Regions from separate parts of the Mus musculus genome. Here all the other regions are linked to region 3. A link is a contact called in public HiChIP or PLAC-seq data. All regions are on one chromosome and are shown on one strand. Each heading gives the region's core, a stretch centred on a gene start, on an enhancer-like site or on the middle of the called end of the contact. The rest is flanking DNA. Distances are from core to core; before and after follow the strand shown. Region 1 holds the start of Clic6 (chloride intracellular channel 6). Region 2 overlaps Gm41496 (a long non-coding RNA gene). Region 3 holds the start of Cbr1 (carbonyl reductase 1).

Region 1 (2,700 bases), core at 103-2,602, 1.1 Mb before region 3:
GCTCTGGGCCAGCCTGGGCTACATGAGACTTCGCCTCAAACAAAACAAAAACAAAACAAAACAAAACAAAACACCCAACCAATTTAAATTATGTTGAGATATTATCTGTCTATGAAAAAAATTCAAATCTTTTATTGTGAAAGGATGTTGAATGTTATCAAGTGCCTTGTCTGTACCTACTGAGATGAACACATTTTGTTTCAAAAAAAAGATTTATTTATTTTTTAATCATCTGTATATATGTTATTCTTGCAGGGGTTTGTGCATGTGAGTGCAGGTGCCATTTGAAGCCAGAAGAGGGCGTTGGATCCTCAGAACTGGAGGAAGTTGTGAGCTACCTGATGTGGGTGCAGTACACACTCTTAATTCCAGAACCATTTCTCCAGCCTGCATGTGATTTTTAAAGTCATACATTCTGTTGTTTTGACGCATTGCGCCTATAGATTTGCATGTGTTGAGCCACCACTGCAACCTCCAACCTCCAACTTGATAGCCGTGGATGATCTTTTTGATATGCTGTTGTATTCAAACCCTTGGTGTTTTGTTAATAATGTTTGCATCTATACTCATCAGCAATATTGGTCTAGAGTTGGTGTGTCCTTTGATAAGGGGGAAATGCTGGCCTCACAGTTTGGGGTGGGAGGTCCTCTCTCTATCAATTCAGTGGAATAGTTTTGAAAACTTCTCTGAAAGAAGTTTTTGACGGGTGATAGTGGGGGACTCCTGGCCCAGTTAATTCTATAACTTCCTTTTTTCCCATCCCGAATTTTCTTCCCCCACCTTCAACCCCCAACGCCCTAACCACGATATTGAGACCCAAGCACTGGACATGAGTAAGGAAATCTGAGTCCGAGGGATGCACAGATTCTTAGGGTCTTCAGGGGCTGGAGAAGGAGAGGTATCCGTCTGGTTCTCCTCCCCTCCCCCCACCACCTCAACAAGCACGCCAGGCTATTGTCCCTTCCATCTTTAGGTTCCTGGAACTCACAGAAATGGGAGGGCAGCCATTCCTCCCTTTGGGGTTAATACCTTTTCTGTGGAACCTGAGGCAGGGATGGGATGGGTCTATTCCACTCAGCATCAGAGTCGCCTTCATGGTGAAGTGAGGTAAGGTGGGAATCCAATACTGAAGTATGTGACCGTGATTTAAATGGCTCTGAAACTTGAAGCTGTTCCAGAAAACGCTAAAGTGGCCAGTAAAATCAGTCTTTTCATTAAAATCCACAAAAGCCGCAGAAAGGCTGTCATTGGCTAGCTTCCCAGGCCACCCAAAGTGGCTAGGAGGTGGGGAAGACAAACCCCGCCCAAGCCCTAAGAGGGGAGAACTGGCTCTGAGAATTTCTGGTCAACCCTTGAGACCGCAGGGAACCAGCCCATCTCTTCCAAAGACTTCAAGAGGCAAGCTGAGTTCTTTAGCCCCACACCCTGGCCTGCACAGAAGGATTGGGGTCCGGGCGCGAATTTAGGAGAAACAGGAACTCTTGAGGAAGAACCCAAAGACCTTAAGACAGGGAAAAGGGACATAGAGTCTTGGGGCCCTCTAGATTTTGCATCAAGCGAAACCTTCGCTTCTAGAACCGCGAGTGGGGTGTCCTCCCGGAGGGGGCACGTCAGCCCCTGCCCCTCACCCTGAGCAGCGTCGAGGAAGGGTGTTTTACCATGGCTGAGGCCACGGAGCCCAAGGAGGTCGCTCCAGGTTCCCAGGGGCAACCCGAAGGTGCGACAATCGAGGGACCAGGAGAGCCAGGAGCTGCGGACCTGGAGGGGCGGGAAGCGAGCGAGGAAGCTGCAGAGGCACCTAGGGACCTGGGGGCGGGCGTAGAGGCCAGGGCCTCGGGGAAGGAGGAAGGAGGCTGTGGGCAGGACGAGGGAACTGGGGGAGCGCAGGCGCAGGACCCGCGCACCGGCCCTGAGGCCGAGACGCCGGGCGCCAGCGGAGCTCCAGGTGAAGCGGAGGCTGCGGAGCGCGACCCCGAGGGCGCGATCCCGCAGGGAGCGGAGGAGGCGCCAAGCGCCCAGCAGGTGCAGGGGATGAGCTCTGGGTTAGACTCTCAGGGTGAGGCCCCCGAGGTCCCTGGGGACTCTCGCCGGGAGCCCGAGGACCCCACGGCCTCAGAGGCAGGGGAAGAGGCAGAATCTGGTCAGGAAGCGCAGGGAGGCGGCGCGCTAGGGTTGCAGATCAACCCAGAAGTCCAGGGACTTGCAGGGGACAACATGGACACAGAGGCACCCGCAGGAGGGCCACTTGGGTCGGAGAGTGAGCCCCAGGGTGGAGGGGAAAGCAGCCCTCAGCCCCAGGATGAGGCGATTGAGATTGTAACCACAGAGATCGGAGGGAACGAGTCCGGGGAGCTGGCGGGCGCTTCGGCCGCAGACGCCGCGGGGGAAGGGGAGACCCTGGGGAAAGACGGGTCCGAGGAAGCAGCTTCCGAGGATGCGAGAGTAGATGCTCATGAGAATGGGGACCAGGGCAAGCTCCAGGAGGAGACCGGGGAGGAAGAAGCGAGGCCAGAACCCGAGTTGAAGGGACCCTGCGAGGGGGCCATCCAAGAGAAGCCCCCCGACGGCAGCCTTGATGGAGAGGAGGCCAAATCCACCGAACACGAGGAGGAATCCCAGGCAGAGCTCAGCAACCACTTAGCTGAGGAGCCCAGCGTCCAGGGTGGAGAAGAGTTGGGGCGAGTGAACGGCCGCAGGGAG
Region 2 (2,700 bases), core at 131-2,630, 1.4 Mb before region 3:
CTAGAAACCCTCACTGATTCCGGGTGGCATGGTGATCTACCTGGAATTCCAGCCCAGGCAGGTGGAGGCAGAAGATCCCCAGAGTAAGCTGGCTAGCAAGATTAGCATGTGGGGAGCTCTGGTTTGGTTGAGAGACCCTGCCTCCAAGCATAAAGGGAAAGAGTCATAAAACAAATGAGGATGATTTCCAGTGTCAACCCCCAGCCTCCACGCGCGCGCGCAGACACACACACACACACTCACACACACAAATTAAACAAAACAAAACAAAACAAAACATAAAATTGTTTTATTAAGAGGAAATCCATACGACATAAAATTAAGCATTTTACAGACTCCAGTGGCAGTACTCCGTAATGCTGGGGATTCCCATGTGCTGTAGGCATCAGGTGGTTGCCCAGGTCCCTCACCCTGGCTTCAGGAACCCGGGCTGTGCGGGTCTTAGCAGACTCATTCAGCAGGCACACGGCTCTCTATGGCCTCTGTCTACCTCTGCCTATTGCACCTGGCATGCTTTTCAGGGTTAGCTTGACACATGTCAGTATGCCCTCCCTTTCCACAGCGGAGTACTATCCCAGTGTACGGGAGCCCACTTCTGTTTACCCATCCTCCCTGCGAGGGCACTTGGGAGTGAACTCTGTCGGTCTGCTGTAGGTTGTTCTGCCGTGTCCTAGAGCCTACAAATGGGATTGTTGGGTCAGAGAATAGTTCTCCATTTAACTTTCTGCAACCTCAGTTGCTCAAAGAAATCGTGAGGTGTCCAAGGTCACATGACAAATGAATAAAACCCCATGAGCCAGGGCTTACCTAGCTGTCACAGAGTCCATTCATTCACTCAACAAACATTTCCAGCTCGCCAAAGGAAGGCCACTAAGGTGGATTTCACAACACACGGGAAACCATGAGAATCAAAACGGGGCTGCTTTAAAAGCTGTAGCAGGCCTGGCTCCCACACAAATTCCTCTAAGTAGCCCTGTGTGTGCGCGCGCCCGCGAGCTGATTGGACACTGCCTCTCCTGTCTTGCACGTATTTTACAGTCCTTGTGGGGGTTTTTCTCTCGTTTAAGAGAAGCAAAAAGACCACTTGCTGCTTCCATCATCTTTCACCTCTTTGCTGCGCAGTGGACCTGTGGGGTGGGTTCCCACCTGGGGCCGTGGTACTGATCTGATCCAGGATCTATTGATGGCACGGAGCTTAACGGGTTAAACAAGGACCAGAAAAAAGGGGCAGGGGTCTGGGGTCAGACCGGAGGGAGGAGGGGTGGGGCTTGAACAAAGGGGAGCATCTTCCGCCCCTGCCCCCCAAGTCTAGCTGCAGAGCCCCATGGCTGGGGATCAGCTGCCCCTCTCCCGCCTCCCTCCCGGCCCCGCCCTCTGCAGAGCCCACTGTGGCTGAGCTCACCTCCGCACCCTCACGGGCGACGCCACCGCGCTCCACCAATGGGACGCGGCTGTGCGGGTCTGCCCACCGGTGGAAAATTCCATGCTCTCTGCTGCAGCCCCTGAAGAGCATTGGGGCTGCCGCCCGCCCAGCCTGGCCTGCTTATTGATTTAGGACCCAAACCGCGCTGCTCTTCCACTTCTAGGACAGCAGCTTTGTGAGCAAAAATCCTTGAGACAGCGGTGGTGTGTGTCACTGCGGAGTGGGTGGGGACGGTGTGGACTTTCTCCTTGTGTATATTACAAACGCCCGTTCTCACCTTGCCCACTTACACTATAAATCCTGCCCGTGATTGTCGCCTCCAGTACTCGACCCAAATTCCTGGGTGGGACACTGTATGTAGTGGGGATAAAGAACAGGGCGTCTTCTTTGATCCGCCCACCCTGGGACAACGGTGGGGTTCTAGAGAGAAGGGTCAAGTTAGCAAAGATGTGGGACAGCAATGAAGAGTCCCAAACAAGCGACTGACCTAGTGAGACAGTCTTGTGATTCAGACAGGCACAGAAAATTCCAGAGCCACTGAGAAGGGTCATACTGGTTTTTCAGAGCGAGGAGGGGGTGTTAGGTGGGGGCGGAGAAGACTGAGAACTTGCCATGGGAGGACAGGGAGGTGCCAGAACCCCAGGGCTGTGTGACCAAGTTAACTCCTCCTCGTGAAATTTATGTCAACCAGGGCCCCGGACCTGTTTATGCCCTTTGATCCAGGAGATAACCCGGAAACCAGGAACCCTTGTTCCAGGAGCTGCTGCCAATAGGGGAAAGCAGTGATTTCTTCCTGGAAGAGAAGTGGTTTCTTCCTGGAACAGGTTGCAGGGACAGAGGACAGTGACAGCTGTCCATGTAGGAGGTAGGAGAGAGAAACAAGGAGGAAAAAAGGACAGGTGTGTTGCTTCTTGGAGCAAAGTATCTCAGGAAGAGCCAATAGACAGAGGAGGAAGAGATAGAAACCCACAAAGAACCCCAAAGCCCCGAGGTAGGGACCAAGGCTCAGAATAGCAGCTGGGAACTAGGGCAGAGGCAGGTGCTTCAGCAGGCTTGGGGCGCTGTTGTCGAAGGCATGAGAGGCCTCAGCCCTTGGAACCCCCTGTGCATCTTTCTCTGCTCCTCTGCATGGAAACATAGGAACTAGAACCCCAGTCTCCGCCCGCCCGCCCCTCCCCCCACCCCCCAAGGCAGCCATGACTGTAGAAATACAAATGCAACCATCTTCCCGTCTGTTCCGGTAAAAGCTGCCATAATTCTCCAGTCTGAGAATGGAT
Region 3 (2,707 bases), core at 157-2,656:
AGGATTGAACTCAGGCTGCTGGGTGACCAAGGTCCTTGCCCTCACTTGCTGAGCCATCCCACCCTGGGCAGCATTTTTTTTTTTGGATTATTCAGGTTTCTTAAGCAATTGACTAGGAGCTTACTTTGAACGGCAATTTACAAGCAATGTATATGAGGCAGTAGAATATTTTGAAATGGAAATCTTATACCTGTCTCCTTTATTTTACTGTATTCCTAATACAATGACCTTCATACACACAGAGAGGTCTTCCTGTGGGGTCAGTATAACTAAAATGTCTTATTTTAATCTAAATGGCCACTTGTTTCTAATAGCAACCTACTGAATGGAGAGGAAACGAAACTTGACCTGGAGATCCCTATAGCCAGGGTGTTAGGAACCAGTGACGAAATCTGTTTCCCACGACTGAACCAAATGTCATTTTGCGAGCATATGGCATCATGTCATCTTAAAAAGGGACTAAAAGGGTGCATTGTGGTGCACAGAAGAGCAGCATCCCCTGAAGGCCCTGTACACATCTGTACACTCAATACAAACATCCAGGTAAGACAAAGCAATTAGAAGTATCTAAAGGGATACCACAGGCTAGTAAGGAATGTTTCCTGCCCAAAGATTACCCCAATAGCTTTGCTTTGGTGTCCTAAGAGGTGAATTCAACACAAATTGCGATTCCTCATCATAATCTCCCAGTTTGTCCTACAATTCAAGTTCCTACAACTTAAGTGGCAGCTTTATGTTATTTTTTTTAAACACCAGAAAGAAAACGTACAGAGGTCCAATTTGCAAGTTGGGGAAAACAGTGAAAAATTCATACAAGTAATGAGGAAGACCTAGACCCGTGGGCAAGCTGAATGCATGATTTCCAGGTGCAAAGCTGTGTTTCTCTCTCTCTCTCTCTCTCTCTCTCTCTCTCTCTCTCTCTCTCTCTCTCTCTCTCTCTCTCTCTCTCCCTCCCTCCCTCCCTCCCTCCCTCCCTCCCTCCCTCCCTCCCTCCCTCCCTCCCTCCCTCCCTCCCTCTCTCTCTCTCTCTCTCTCTCTCTCTCTCTCTCTCGCCTTCTCCTGCAGTCTTGCCTGGCAGCTGGCTTCAACACGCCTTCAGGAAAAAGCCTGAGATGTCAGTCATTTGACCTGGCCGGTTTTTTTCCTGGCTGGTATGTAACCCCCAACTGCATAATGCATAATCTGAGATAACAGACAACCTGACACCTTTCGTTGCATGGTAAACTTTTATTTAAAAAAAAAACAAAAAACAAAAAAAAAAAAACGGAGTTCAGGTAAGGTGAGCCATTTCCTAAATACACAGCAATTTGACAAGAGGCAACTTTAAAATCCACACTAAACAACAAACACACCCCCCACCAGCCACGCCCCCCGTAGGGAGGGGGCTTAAACTGCGCATGCGTGCTAGGTGCGACATTGTCGACGCCAATTTCAGTCCGCCAGTGAACCGGTCTTGAACCACTCTCCAGCAGCCTCGAGAGGCAGAGTTTGCGCCAAGTTCCTTGGTCTCCGACGGCCTCCCTTCTCACGCAGCCATGTCTTCCAGCAGACCCGTGGCGCTGGTGACCGGTGCTAACAAAGGAATCGGATTCGCGATCACTCGTGACCTGTGTCGGAAATTCTCCGGGGACGTGGTGCTCGCGGCGCGGGACGAGGAGCGGGGCCAAACGGCAGTGCAAAAGCTGCAGGCGGAGGGCCTGAGCCCACGCTTCCACCAGCTGGACATCGACAACCCGCAGAGCATTCGCGCACTGCGCGACTTTCTGCTCAAGGAATACGGAGGCCTGGACGTGCTGGTCAACAACGCAGGCATCGCCTTCAAGGGTAAGCCATTGGGTGTGGAGATGGAAGGTGGCTTCCCCAGAGCCTGGTGGCAAGGTGGGCTGTGCCTCTCTGGGATCATTACTAGGACCAGGAGCACTATGCTGTAGGACTCTGAAACAGATCCCCTGGGAGAAACAGGACAGGGTAGTAGGGGCTGCAGGAAAGCAGAGCCTCAATGTTCGCCATCATTTCTAGGTTTCCCTCACCCAGTTGTTGAGTAATTGAATTGGACTTGGCGATACTTAAGTGGAACTATATCTGATACTGAAATAAGCAAGAGATTGAGGAGAGAGAAAGAGACAGAGGGAAACGGTGTTTCCTTAAGATCCTGATATATACAAACTTCACCTAGCCACCCCCAGTGGTGGTGGTGTCTTTCAAGCACAATAGAAAATTGTCAGATGGACAGTGATGCAGAGCTGTATGTAAACAAGACTGTACTTGCAAGTGGATCTCTAAAGCTCTAGCTTACTTAGGTCTTTACATTTCCACTCCGCTAACTCGGTTCTCTTCTCCCCCCCCCCCCCCCGAAAGTCAATGACGACACCCCCTTCCACATTCAAGCAGAGGTGACAATGAAAACGAACTTTTTTGGTACCCGAGATGTCTGCAAGGAGCTGCTCCCTCTAATAAAACCCCAAGGTGAGTCTGCCAGGTGACTTCCGGGCTCAGCTCCTCTCCCTACTGCACAGCCTCTCTGCCACTGTGAGGCACTGCTCAGACCTTTGATCTCAATTCTTTTGTGGCCATTGACTTTCTCTTTGCATACGCAGCTCTTCTTAATCTTCAGATAAGATTCCAGCATCCACTTCTTCCACCTCCTCACCCATTAGGGGCTTTAGGACTCCAATTATGTCTGAAATATTTTGCATACATACTGACA

The links. HiChIP or PLAC-seq counts read pairs in DNA pulled down with a chosen protein or histone mark.
Region 1: an H3K27ac HiChIP or PLAC-seq map of embryonic stem cells shows a contact between it and region 3, with 8 times the contacts expected there. The contact joins the promoter of Clic6 here to the promoter of Cbr1 in region 3. A contact is called at or near these places in 8 of 39 promoter capture datasets (the 3T3-L1 cell line, the C10 cell line, the SN4741 cell line and 5 more), 1 of 484 Hi-C or Micro-C datasets (bone marrow-derived macrophages), 17 of 115 datasets of contacts at active chromatin or transcription factors (acute myeloid leukemia, astrocytes, craniofacial prominence and 10 more) and 3 of 9 other capture datasets (adipose tissue, embryonic stem cells and macrophages).
Region 2: an H3K4me3 HiChIP or PLAC-seq map of forebrain shows a contact between it and region 3, with 5 times the contacts expected there. The contact joins the enhancer-like site here to the promoter of Cbr1 in region 3. A contact is called at or near these places in 1 of 39 promoter capture datasets (embryonic stem cells), 3 of 115 datasets of contacts at active chromatin or transcription factors (astrocytes, forebrain and pancreatic cancer cells) and 2 of 9 other capture datasets (adipose tissue and liver).

Annotation. Positions count from the first base shown.
Region 1 is chr16:92,496,795-92,499,494 of GRCm38.p6, forward strand. Clic6 (chloride intracellular channel 6) reads left to right here and starts at 1,353. Exons shown (of 6, transcript NM_172469.3): 1 at 1,353-2,700. The coding sequence starts at 1,660. It overlaps 2410124H12Rik (RIKEN cDNA 2410124H12 gene), which reads left to right. Exons shown (of 3, transcript NR_165041.1): 3 at 256-576.
Region 2 is chr16:92,157,226-92,159,925 of GRCm38.p6, forward strand. All of the region lies in intron 1 of Gm41496 (a long non-coding RNA gene), which reads left to right. Among named protein-coding and RNA genes, the nearest start is that of Gm41495, 5.5 kb to the left of the region's middle. Within about 2 kb of position 1,381, at least 129 of the 459 cell types and tissues checked have an H3K27ac peak or open chromatin away from gene starts, as enhancers often do. A contact at or near this core is called in adipose tissue, forebrain, liver and 1 more, where this site is marked.
Region 3 is chr16:93,606,431-93,609,137 of GRCm38.p6, forward strand. Cbr1 (carbonyl reductase 1) reads left to right here and starts at 1,407. Exons shown (of 3, transcript NM_007620.2): 1 at 1,407-1,824; 2 at 2,359-2,466. The coding sequence starts at 1,536.